Linked DNA regions of Zea mays: regions 1 and 3 are each linked to region 2. The links are chromatin contacts, called in public Hi-C maps. All regions are on one chromosome and are shown on one strand. Each heading gives the region's core, a stretch centred on a gene start, on an enhancer-like site or on the middle of the called end of the contact. The rest is flanking DNA. Distances are from core to core; before and after follow the strand shown.

Region 1 (3,885 bases), core at 880-3,379, 66 kb before region 2:
CTTTAGAAGCTCCAAACATCCGCCGTTGTTTCACAGTTAGCGACCATACGAAGTCTTTCAAAGATAAATACTTCCTGGCGAATACTGATTCAAGTGATATCGAGTTACTGAAGACCTTCTTAAAGTGATGGCACTCTGTCCAAAGTTGAATACTATATCTGACAATGTCAAAACAAAAGCAAAAGGGAAATCAAAAGGTATAAGCACTTAATTTTTGGACATCTCAATTGAGGTTGAAGAACAATTAGACAAAATAATATCTGAAATGCTCCCTGAGATTTGGTGGTGGCGTAGTCAGAATAGAGCGAATAGGAAGGCATACCAAAAGTGGCACCGGAGCCGATGTTGACAATGGCGCCACACTTCCTCTCGAGTCTCGACCATGCCTGACACACAACGTGCGCGACCCGCGTGACGTCCTCGATGCTGACCTAGATCATGTTGTGCATCAGCTCCTCGTCCACCTTGTAGAAGTAGCGCGCACACGGATAAGACAACCCATCACGGCCCTGGATGGAGTCTTGAGCGCCTCGACGCCGGCCACGAGCCCCTCGGGATCCTTGTCGGAGGCACGAGCGTCGAGGAGGAGGCGAAGGGAGAAGATGAGGGAGGGGACCAGGGGGATATGTCGACCCGCAGGGGATCGAGGAGGTAGGGGCAACAAGCGGGGGGCATGCACAGTTGACAACCAAAGTGGAGGGAGGCGAGGATGGTGGGCGTATGACGCGGACGTGGAGGAGGCGAGGAGCGCGGGATGTGTGGGGCCTACGACTGACGAATGGCGCGGAAGGAGGGTGTTAGCATAGATGGTCAAATGAGTCGTGCCTAGCGGGCCGACATGAGGTATGACTCATTTAATAGTGTCGTGGTTTGGCCCGACACTATTAAGATGGGACTCGTGACAGTCCGACCCGAGAGACATGTCATGCTTGGGCCGTTGTCTCGGGCCGTAATGTCGGCCCGACATGATATGATTTTTTATTATTTTGAAAACCTAGTCTACACATATTTATAACATATATTGACTATTAGATACAAACTTGCTTGCGCTCAAGTGGCTAGCATAGCATATATAGTGTTGTGCGATGTCTTCCCATACCATGGGTTGGATCCCCCTCCCGAGCGCAATAATTTTGGACGATTTTTCTATAGGCGTCAAGGTGAGGACATGGTTTCACCGTGGTCTACACTATCGTCTTAATAGTTAGTAGAGACTCAGTAAAAAACTATTATAAAATATGACAACCTTATTAATTAATTTGTAAGGAATTATTGCAAGCTTTTTGATATTTATTGGTGAAATTTTACATATGGATAGTAATTAAATTAAATTAATAAATGTGACATATATTCACTCTATTTCAATGAACATAGATTTGCATAAATATGAGAAGAATGAGACGCAACCCATACAAAAGTGCAGGCATCCAAGAGTGGTAGTCTAAGGGCCTGTTTGGTTCAGCTTTTTTCTGACCAGCTTTTTCGAGAATCTAGCTGTGGGAAGAATCTGGCTGTGTAGAAAATCTGAGTATCATTAGGATTACGTGCGGAGGAAGATAAAGTTTTCCATGGGGCTCAGGATCTATAAAGTGACGGATTACTACTATTGCGACGACTCAACCGATTATATGTTTATGTTGATTTTGAATGGTTTTTACTCAAACAAATTTTATAGAAGCTGTCTGAAAAGCTGAGTGTTTGGCAGTCCGCAGCAACTTCTGATGGCCAGAAGCTGTGAAAAGCCGAAACAAACAGGGGCTAAACAAGATGCAAACACTTTACGTACGTATAAAAATAGGAGGTGAGGCTGTCAATCCCACATCACAAACGACAACTTTCGGTTCCACCACTGCTGTCCTTCTCTTTTGAAACGTTAATTCATTCAGCTTGTTTTTTTTGTGCCAGACGAAAGTCACCGCGTGTTGGCACCACGGGAGCTCCACTAATTCATTCAGTTTGATTTGGACGTTCGGTAACAAACATGTATAGGATGGGATGGGAATGGGACTCACAAAAACTAGACGCAACGCAAGAAAGAACCATGCGAAAACAAAACCAGACGCCGTGCCCGTGCCCGTGCTCTCCTATCCCACCTACCCGTTGTCCTGCCCTGCCCCGTCCGTCTCCCACGGTTTCCGCGTCCCACCCATCCCTTCCACACTTTCTCACCCCCGCCCTTCTCACCCCCCGAAAAAATTCCCCCGGAAATCAGAGACGCGAATCCCTCCCTCGCCCCACGTCCGAGGTCGCTCGCCAATTCGATCCGCCTCGTCGTCGCCCGCCCGCCCGTCCGCCGGTCGACCTTGACTGCTCCGTCGCACGTGGCGTTTCGCAGCGCGGAATCTACCCTGGGTTGGGTTGGGAGATCCGGGGAAACCCTTGTTCCCGGGCGCTCCGGGCTCGAATCTCGCTGCAGACGGGCAATGTGAGCGCTCTCCATCGGAGAGGGACGATCTGCGGGGCGGTTGTTGGCCGGGTGAATCGTGCGGTGCGGGGTTGCGGGAATGGAGCACGTGATCGGAGGGAAGTTTAAGCTTGGGAAGAAGATCGGGAGCGGATCTTTCGGGGAGCTCTATCTCGGTAAGCGTCTCGCCGGGCCCTTGACCCACGCGTGTCTGCGGGTTCCTACGCGCCGCTGTTTTGTACTGCTCGTCGTTCCGCGTCTGTCGTTGATGCGATGATGTTTCCTTTTGGCTGCAGGTGTCAACGTACAGAGCGGCGAGGAGGTGGCTATCAAGTTGGTATGAGATAGTTTGATACTGTTCGTGGACCATTTTTTTTTCTCCCTATCGTGGAAATACATGCCTGACATTCGGCATTAGTTTGTTCCATATGCAAACATATATTTGGCCAACCATTGCTAGAACCGTTTCCCCGAAGAATTCTCGTGTAGATTATGGCATGACATAATTATGAAAATGAATGGTGCTGTGCATGTAATTGCTTTCAAAGATACTGACATGGTTCTGAGTTATATTTTTACATGACTAATAACAAGACTTTCAAACCGTTTCTTGGTTGTCCATGCGAATTGACCTGTGGATTCAGTCCAAATCATGGTTCTGTTACCTTTCATTAGTGTGGCTGTATAACAGCTCCTCCTTTTTTTTAGGGAAAAGAAGTAACGAGTCATATTTCATAGGGCCATTTTGAACATATGAAATAGCACTTGCAGAAAGTTGATTTATGGTGGTCCGTGATAAGAGAACTTTAAATTTTACATTTTATCCTGTATGTATGACGTGGATTATGGATTGACTAAAGCAAAAAAAAGTGCTATGGGAAAATTTAGGTTATATTGCTCTATATGTAATGGATTTGTAGCCTGAACATATAGTATTACGTTTTGAGACAGAATGAGGTTAGCCATTTTCAAGCAATATGATCTTTCAGTCTTAGTCTTGGTAGTACCCCTTTCAGCCTCAAGGCACACTACCTGACCGTTTTTCGTCATCTCATGTTTACCAGGAATCTGTAAAATCAAGGCATCCTCAGCTTCATTATGAGTCAAAACTATACATGCTTCTCCAAGGGGGAAGTAAGTAATAATACAAGGACATAGGCTGTTTGTTTCATATGCTTTCACTGATTCAATATTTTTTCTTCTAAACTTCAGCTGGAATTCCTCATTTGAAATGGTTTGGAGTGGATGGGGAGTACAATGTCATGGTCATTGATCTTCTTGGTCCAAGCCTCGAAGACTTGTTCAACTACTGCAACAGAAAGTTTTCTCTTAAAACAGTACTTATGCTAGCTGATCAGATGGTTAGTTTCTCTTGCGAGATATATCATTTTGTTTTTTTAGCTTTTGTTACCTGTATGGCGGCATAACTATAAAATTGATGGCCCAATTTCTCAATTGTTGAATATTTTTTTGGTGGGTTT
Region 2 (3,509 bases), core at 981-3,480:
CCGGTTGGAACGTGCGCACCTCACTTTCCCGAGCATGCAGAGTTGCAGACAAACGAGTGCTTTTATAGATCTGGAATGCACCAACGTACAGGCTCCGGCCGTGCCATGCAGTTAACCAATCAATGGCACAACTGCAGTCAACACATGCAACGGCCTGTACGCGGACAGCTGGGCACCAATCATGCAAACTGTGTACTGAACGAAGCTAGGCGTCTCTTCGATCGAGCACGCACTACGTCTACGTCGATCGATCTCCAGGCTTCCAGCTAGCAAGCATAGGGATCGATCGACCGATCCATGCATCCATGGCACTGAGGGAGCTGGTGTGCCACTGCCTCCACAAGAAGGTGGCCTTCGACTTCGAGCGCATCACGCCGGGGACGCTCGTCGAGGTCGACCTGCACGCCCGCGAGCCGTGGCCCGTGGGAGCTCCCAGGTCAGTCGTGTTAATTTGCTGCATGCATGCTATACATCAGAATCGAATGGATTTTCTGGCGTCGTTGTCGTCGTTTAACTGGGGATGTCTGATCTGCATGCACTGCCTGCATCGATCGATCGATCCATCTGCGTGCGCGCAGAGGTGGCGAAGCTGACGGCCACCGACACTGATGCTACTTCTTCAGCTTCCGGGACCGCAAGTACGCGACGGGGTCGCGCACCAGCCGTGCCACCAAGTCGGGCTACTGCTGGTAGGCCACTTGCAAGCTACCGCGAGGTGCGCAGCATGCACCCCCCCCCCCCCCCCCCCCCCCCCCCCCCCCCCCCCCCCCCCCCCCCCCCCCCCCCCCCCCCCCCCCCGCGGTCCCCGTGACGGGTCAGGAGCCCAGGAGTGGGCGCCGGCGAGCTGAAGAGTGCGTGCTCGACAGTCCTATCCATGGCGTCTTGTTCAGAGGAAGCTGGAGCAGCCGCCGCCAATCTCATCTATCGGAAATAACCCAGGAAGCGAAACAGGGAAGAGAGATCGTGAGATATGCGAACCGTTGTGTTGTATAACTAGTGGTAGTGGGTAATTTTGCTGTAACTTCATAAGGGGTATGAAAATATTGTTTTTGAAGCACTATTAGAGGAGAAACTGACCTCCAGTTTCAATAATTTTTTAAAGCTATCCAGCAATTTGGACGGATAGAGGTGTGATGAAACTAAAATTCTTGAAGTAAAGCCTTCCCAAACAGATCCTAATAATCAATATAAATATATAATTGCTCATCAAATGACTGGTTTCTAAAAGAACGACCTTTAATTTTTTTTATACCTTCTTAAAAACGTCCTTCGATGGTGTTCGCCGACCCACTTATTGTAGCTTGATGGGCCTTTTCAAGAATTCGGCCTATCCAGTCCATATTATATGGTTACATGCATGATCCAAACTATCAGCCGCACCAAATTGTGAATTCGTATCATGTCAGTATTTCGGATGATGCGGCAAGGAATTAACGAAGAAAGAGATGAAAGTGTTTTATGGGGATGAAACCATGTCTACACATTTACCTAGATATATTGTCTCTTACATGTTACCTGTGAAATCACGCCGAATGAAACTCTCTATCGTGAGAGACTGTTTCAACCAAGATTTCATTTTTTTCTTGATTATGTAGCATCTTAGAAATACAATATAAAATCTAGCAGTGTGAATGGACTAAGGGTATGTATAATAACCACGGTACTCGAAGCACAAGGACACAACTAAGATATAGTGTGATACATTGGATATGTATCTAAAACATGTGTGTTGCTATAATCATTGCACCAATTATAGTATTGAATAAATTCAATGTATCAATTATCAATGTATTTTATTCCGAGCATAGAGCTAATAGACATCTCACCCTCTAAATACCGTGTAATAAGGCGCAGTTGAAGACATTCACTGCACATGACCTAATAGGACTAGTCGACGAGCAACCAGCATGCTCCACAACAAAGGATAAGGTGGCTGGGTTCTCTGGATGCACTTGTCGTTTCCTCCTCCCAACCACAACCAGGATGCTCCACAAGGTGGTCCACCAGCAGGAACCTCAGGCACGGGTGATCCTGTGCCACTGCAAACGTCCTCGATCAGCACAAACGAGCACATAAATTGGCCATTCACAGGCGGCGCAGACACGTACGTACCAGGCACAGGCAGGGCAGAGTGGGTGGGCCACCAATATTTGACGGCCTGCTCCCCGCTGCGCTGCACAAATAATTGGTGCATGCTATGCTATGATATGCTAGTACATTCTTCACCTATCGTTTCTCCCTCGTGGCCTAGGCGCAGACACCTATTACTAGCAAGCGGTCCTATAGCTACGGACCGGACGAGTACAATAATTGGCGGATGGCTTCAAGCTTCAATTACTACACAGCAGAGCACTACTACGCTGCATGCACTAATGAAGTTGTTATATGTCGGCCAATTATACGTGCCAGCATTTCTCAAGTCTGAATAATGAATGAGCAATGGCAATTGGCGGCGCCGACGGCCAAGACGGCCCCTCCTCCTCGCCCGCCTTCACACGCCATGGCGCCGGAACCGGACCACTCCGCGTCAGGAGGCTACTACGGCCTCTCTTTTGCGCCGCAGCAGGAGGTGGCGCACGAGCTCTTCCACAGTATTACGGCGGCGGCACGGTCACCGTCGACCACCACTACGGCTTCACGCGAGCCAGCGGGGGAGGAGTCGCCGGCGGTCAGTGCGGGTTTGGCTGCTTCGACGACATGGCCAGCCTTGGTGGAGACACCGGTACTCTTGAAGGAGTACAATTATTATGACATGGGGTTTGACAGGTAGATTAAAACTAGATTGGCTTTGAAATGCCGTGAGGAGCTTGACAATGTATATTGTGTCTTGGCAGTGTTTTGATGTCTAGATTCACAGCATGGTTCCATGCATTTGGACCCCAACTTATATTTAGATTTATGCATGTTTGTTTTGAGGATTGAGTTAGTCCATCATATTCTTTTTTTTGAACGTAGTCCATCATGTTCTCAGTCCTCACTTTTTTGTTTGGTTTATTGAATAGAATGATTTGATCCATCATTATTTCATTTCTCATTGGCAAATAATTAGTAATAATATGAGAAATGAGTTCGTTCTACCAAATTTTTAGAATGAACTCATGATGCACCATCTCATCTAAAATGTGTTGACTCTTCAAAACAAACACCTCCTTAGAGAACCTTTCTTGTAGCACTATCGGAATCCGGCTCTTTGCTGAGTGCCAAATGATTTGCCGAGTGTTTTTTCGGACACTCGGCAAACAAGTTCTTTGCCGAGTGCCAAACAAAAAGCATTCGGTAAAAAAACACTCGACAATATTTTTTTGCCGAGTGTTTTATTTTTGACACTCGGCAAAAAGTTTCTTTGCCGAGTGTTTTGTCAACACTAGACAAAGACAATTTAAAAATCATATTTTGAAGTAGTAAATTAATTCAAATGAAAAGTTTTCAACTACAAAATTGTATAACTCATCAAGATGTACAATTTATATTTTGGTCATTTCTTCATATGACAAAATAAAAGTAAATTT
Region 3 (4,013 bases), core at 1,033-3,532, 99 kb after region 2:
GTGGCACACACAGCACAAACATATTACAACTATTCATCCATTGGACCTCCTATGGGCGTCACTGCAGCTGGAGGGTAGCGAAGCCGGCCGGCCAGCCGGCAGCCTGACCAGTGGCACGAGCGCGCTAGAGAAGAACAACAGTTGCACCCTATTCAACCGTCAGACAAGATCTAGCAAGATATGCACCGAGCCAATGGGACGGAGGATGGCATGCAACAGTGCGCCGCGACAGTACCATCCACGATCCGGCTCGATCGATCAGTCCGGCCATGCCCGTTGTCACACTGCTCAATGGTGCAGTGGGTGGAGCAGTTCCCGGGCTAACGCGCGGCGCCGATCGATCGAGCGCAATCGCACCAGAAAAAGGAAGCGGCACAGGAATCAGAACTAGAAAGAAAGCCAAAGATCTGGATGCGTCAAATTTGTACGTCCTTGATGGGACTTGGCACCCGCGAAGAACTGCAGAGGAGAGAGGGGATGGCCATATCCCGGTACCCGCGCTGGCTAGCTCTCTCGTCCTCTCTCTGTACTATGAATCGAGGACACGTACGTATGTACAATGAACCGATACACAAGTATGCAAGTCCATCTTCGTTCATCTCTACAATGAGCAGTACTGAATGAAAAGCATATATATATAGGCTTCAATTCAATGATCCAATGATAAGATTTGCTTCTACAAGCAAATTAAACTGCTTGAAACGAAAATAAGCGGTAGCTAGGAACTGAAGCGTGTAGCAGGAGAGAGAGAGAGAGAGACGGAGAAGAAGAAATAACAATGTAGCACGGCACACGATCGGTAGAGAGAGTCTAAGCGAAGAAGAAGCAGCACCAGCAGCGCGAGCAAAACGGTAGTAGCAAATAAACCATGCATGCATGCACCGGCAAATCGATCGAAACCTACATAAAATATGCTCAGTCCGGCCGGCATACCAAATGGGGTGCGTGTGTCGTAGTACTGTTCCTCAGGCCTCAGCACGCCGCGCCGGCGGGCGGCGGTGCCGGAGGCGGCGGGTGGTGAGGGCCTTGTCCTCCGCTCCCGCTGGCGTGATCAGCTGGCTGCGGCTTCTTGCGCTTCTTCTTCTCGTAGCTGACGCCGCGCGCGCGGGCCTGGTGCTCGCGGACCTCGCGGAGGTAGAGGCGGACGGCGCGCGCCGCGAAGGGGTTGGACTCCGGGCGGCCTCCGTTCTCCTCGAAGGCGGCGCGGAGGCGGCCCACCAGCGCGTCGAGGCTGCCCCACGCCTGGCGCAGCGGGCAGGGGCACGGCGCGGGCGGGCTCGGGTGGCCGAAGAAGGGGCACGCCGCCGTGTGGACCTTGGTCTTGCCGAACTGGTCCAGGTACCGCAGGAACTCCAGCACGTGCGCGCCGCTGCACTGCGCCAGGCTCAGCGGCGGCCGGTGGTTCCGCAGGTACTGCCCGAACGTGTTCCAGTCCCGCCGCTTCTGCGCCTCGTACCGGCTCGGCGTCTGCGGCGTGCCGCCGCCCGGCGCCGACGAAGACGCCCCGCCGCTCGATCCACCGGCTCCGCCTCCTCCGCCGCCATCACCACCGCCTCCCGGGCTCTCGGGGTTTGGGGGCAGGTCCATCGATTAACCTGCTGGCATCCAGGAATCATATACAGACACATGAAGGATTGACGCAGCGGATGATTACATGCGCCATTTTGGGGATCTATATATCTGAGGTGCCCTGCTCGATATTTTCTTTGCCTGTCCATGTTCGTGTGAAAGCGATGCATCTTTCATATTTATGCATAAAAGGAAAAATGATGCTGCTTATAAGAAACAATATTTTCGTCAGTCAAATTATACATGCGGGGGGGATGGGTTCTATTTTCTTGGAGAGGCAGCATGCAGTCACTGCCTCACTGGCGCGCTGCGAGCAAGTATACTCCTACCTTTGGTGGAGATGGCGGCTGATCTCGGCGGTGGCAGCCGAGGCAGCGGCCGCGCGTTGGAATGGAGCTGAACTGCTGAAGCGGCCGCGAAGAGAAGAGATGAGGAAAAAAGATAAAAAGGAGCTAGCTTGGACATGGAGAGTATCATAGAGTTACAAGTGTATACCCTTTGTTGCTCAGCTCAGCTCAGCTGGAGACTGGAGTGGTTGCTAGTAGGGGTGGCCGCTGGGAGTTCCTGCGGTACCTGGACGACCTGGTTGCTGACTGGCGTCGCTCGTCGTCTCATAGGTCCATTGATCTGCGGAGGAGCTCCATCAGGAACGGGGAGCTGTGGGGAATCGCATTTGCATGGCGCCGGCTACTATTTTTAGGAAGGAGGGTGTGTAGGGCGGTGGTGGATGGATTGTTTGTCCTAAAAAGGGGAGATCTGCGGAGCCAACTTGGAGGTGGAACAGAGGGTAGGAATATCAACAGCCGTAGAGGCGAAAAGTCGCGCCGCAGAGGTGGCACTGTTAGGGCTTTTAGGTGAAAGTGATGAAAAGAACACTAGTGTGGGGTGGGAGGCGAGCGACATGACTAAAGGTTAAAAAAATATATTTTTCCGTATTACTATCTCCCTCTGCTGTCTCGATCGAGTGGTAGCGGTGGTTTGGGGGTGGGTGAAAGCAATGGCGGAAGGCCCCGTCCTGGCCTCCGTTTGTATAGGACAAACTGTGGCGGTGTCCTTGCTGCCCCCGTCAAAGGCCGTCGTCCGATGCGCGGTGGCCGTCCCCCGGTCCCGCCGGAGAAGAAGAGTCCAAGGCAGGGAGGGGCAGGGGGACGCGGGGTGCTCTTCGCTCCATGATGACCGCACTACAGGACATATATCCAAGGCGCGCCCAGCATCCAATGGACTACTACCTGTAAAGAGGTGGGGGCCGCACGTGCCCGTACGAATGGTGACTGTACGGCCCCACCCGCAGGGACAGGCCCTCGGAGCCCGTAATGAATGCGGCTCCCTTACTTGTGTGTCCCTGTGAAACGACAAATAGAAAAAACTCGTCCGGGCAGCGTACCCAGGTGTGAGATGTGCTCCGGCCTCCGGATTCCGAAAGACCGACGGGCCGGGTTCCAGCTACAAGCCACCATCATTCTATCAACGAAACCTCCCTGCTCTCATGACTCTTGCTCAGATTCCTCTGCCTGCCGCCCATTCTAGGTTTTGTTCGGTTCCATAAGATCTGAGGAGATTAAATCTCTTTCTACTCGATTTTGACTAGCAAAAGATTTAATCTCCTTCAATTCTCTTTAACCCACTTCTAACCAAACAAGCTCTTAGTTGTAATATTATTGCTGTAACATTCAGTGCTTACCAAATTGTTACTGCCTGCTAAGGGCATGTACAGTGGAGAGACACCAAAACAGTTCTCCAAGCACAGGAGACAACTAAGAGACTCTATTGTACAATGGAGTGTCTATAAACGTAGTCTATTAATAAATACAGAATTAAATGTATTTGTATAGCATCAGATCGATAGAACAGACGATAAATTCGTACAGTGGGAAGTGAGACGTCTGTTGCTACTTGGTTTACGAGCCAGAGGCGTCTCTTCACGGAGAGACGGCTCTAAGATTTTTTTGCAAATAACCCCCTTAAACACCTTAAGAGACTCCACATTAAACACCACTGTACATGCCCTAAGAGCACTTAGGTCTGCAAATTTAATTTAAAGCATGAGCAGTTTAATCGAGGCCACAAGCAATGATCATGATATATATGGTGCATGCCTAGTATTTTGGGTTTTAAGTGAAAGGTTCTCAAGTGCAACTAGGGGAAAATTCAATGTCAAGCTAGCTCTTTTACATTAAATAAAGCAGTTAGATGGTGGGTCTGAAGCGGCATGTGTCATTTGCAATCTGACATATCTCCATATATTAAATTAAAGAAAATACAATGGTGGTTGTCTAGCTAAAGTCCAAACGTATATTCCTTATCTTCAGAAAATGAAAATCTTTGATGCATGGACGGGGTACACTAATACACCCTCTAGTTGTACCATCATAAGTCACCAGCATAATAGCTGAAAATCCCACTATAATGGTTGTAAATTATAATGCAAATATTGGCACCTTTGC

What was found. Hi-C and Micro-C count contacts between places; a contact is called where the count stands out from the background.
Region 1: a Hi-C map of leaf shows a contact between it and region 2, with 2.9 times the contacts expected there. The contact joins the promoter of LOC100217181 here to the enhancer-like site in region 2. A contact is called at or near these places in 2 of 25 Hi-C or Micro-C datasets (ear and leaf).
Region 3: a Hi-C map of leaf shows a contact between it and region 2, with 2.9 times the contacts expected there. The contact joins the promoter of LOC100278742 here to the enhancer-like site in region 2. A contact is called at or near these places in 5 of 25 Hi-C or Micro-C datasets (ear, leaf, root tip and 1 more).

The regions. Positions count from the first base shown.
Region 1 is chr5:189,831,467-189,835,351 of Zm-B73-REFERENCE-NAM-5.0, forward strand. LOC100217181 (putative casein kinase family protein) reads left to right here and starts at 2,130. Exons shown (of 14, transcript NM_001143542.1): 1 at 2,130-2,580; 2 at 2,701-2,741; 3 at 3,469-3,538; 4 at 3,617-3,765. The coding sequence starts at 2,505.
Region 2 is chr5:189,897,106-189,900,614 of Zm-B73-REFERENCE-NAM-5.0, forward strand. No RefSeq gene overlaps it. Among protein-coding and RNA genes, the nearest start is that of LOC100217181, 65 kb to the left of the region's middle. Within about 2 kb of position 2,231, at least 17 of the 20 cell types and tissues checked have an H3K27ac peak or open chromatin away from gene starts, as enhancers often do. A contact at or near this core is called in ear and leaf, where this site is marked.
Region 3 is chr5:189,995,646-189,999,658 of Zm-B73-REFERENCE-NAM-5.0, forward strand. LOC100278742 (putative protein of unknown function (DUF640) domain family protein) reads right to left here and starts at 2,283. Exons shown (of 3, transcript NM_001151920.2): 1 at 2,065-2,283; 2 at 1,899-1,970; 3 at 618-1,595. The coding sequence starts at 1,587. The coding sequence ends at 973.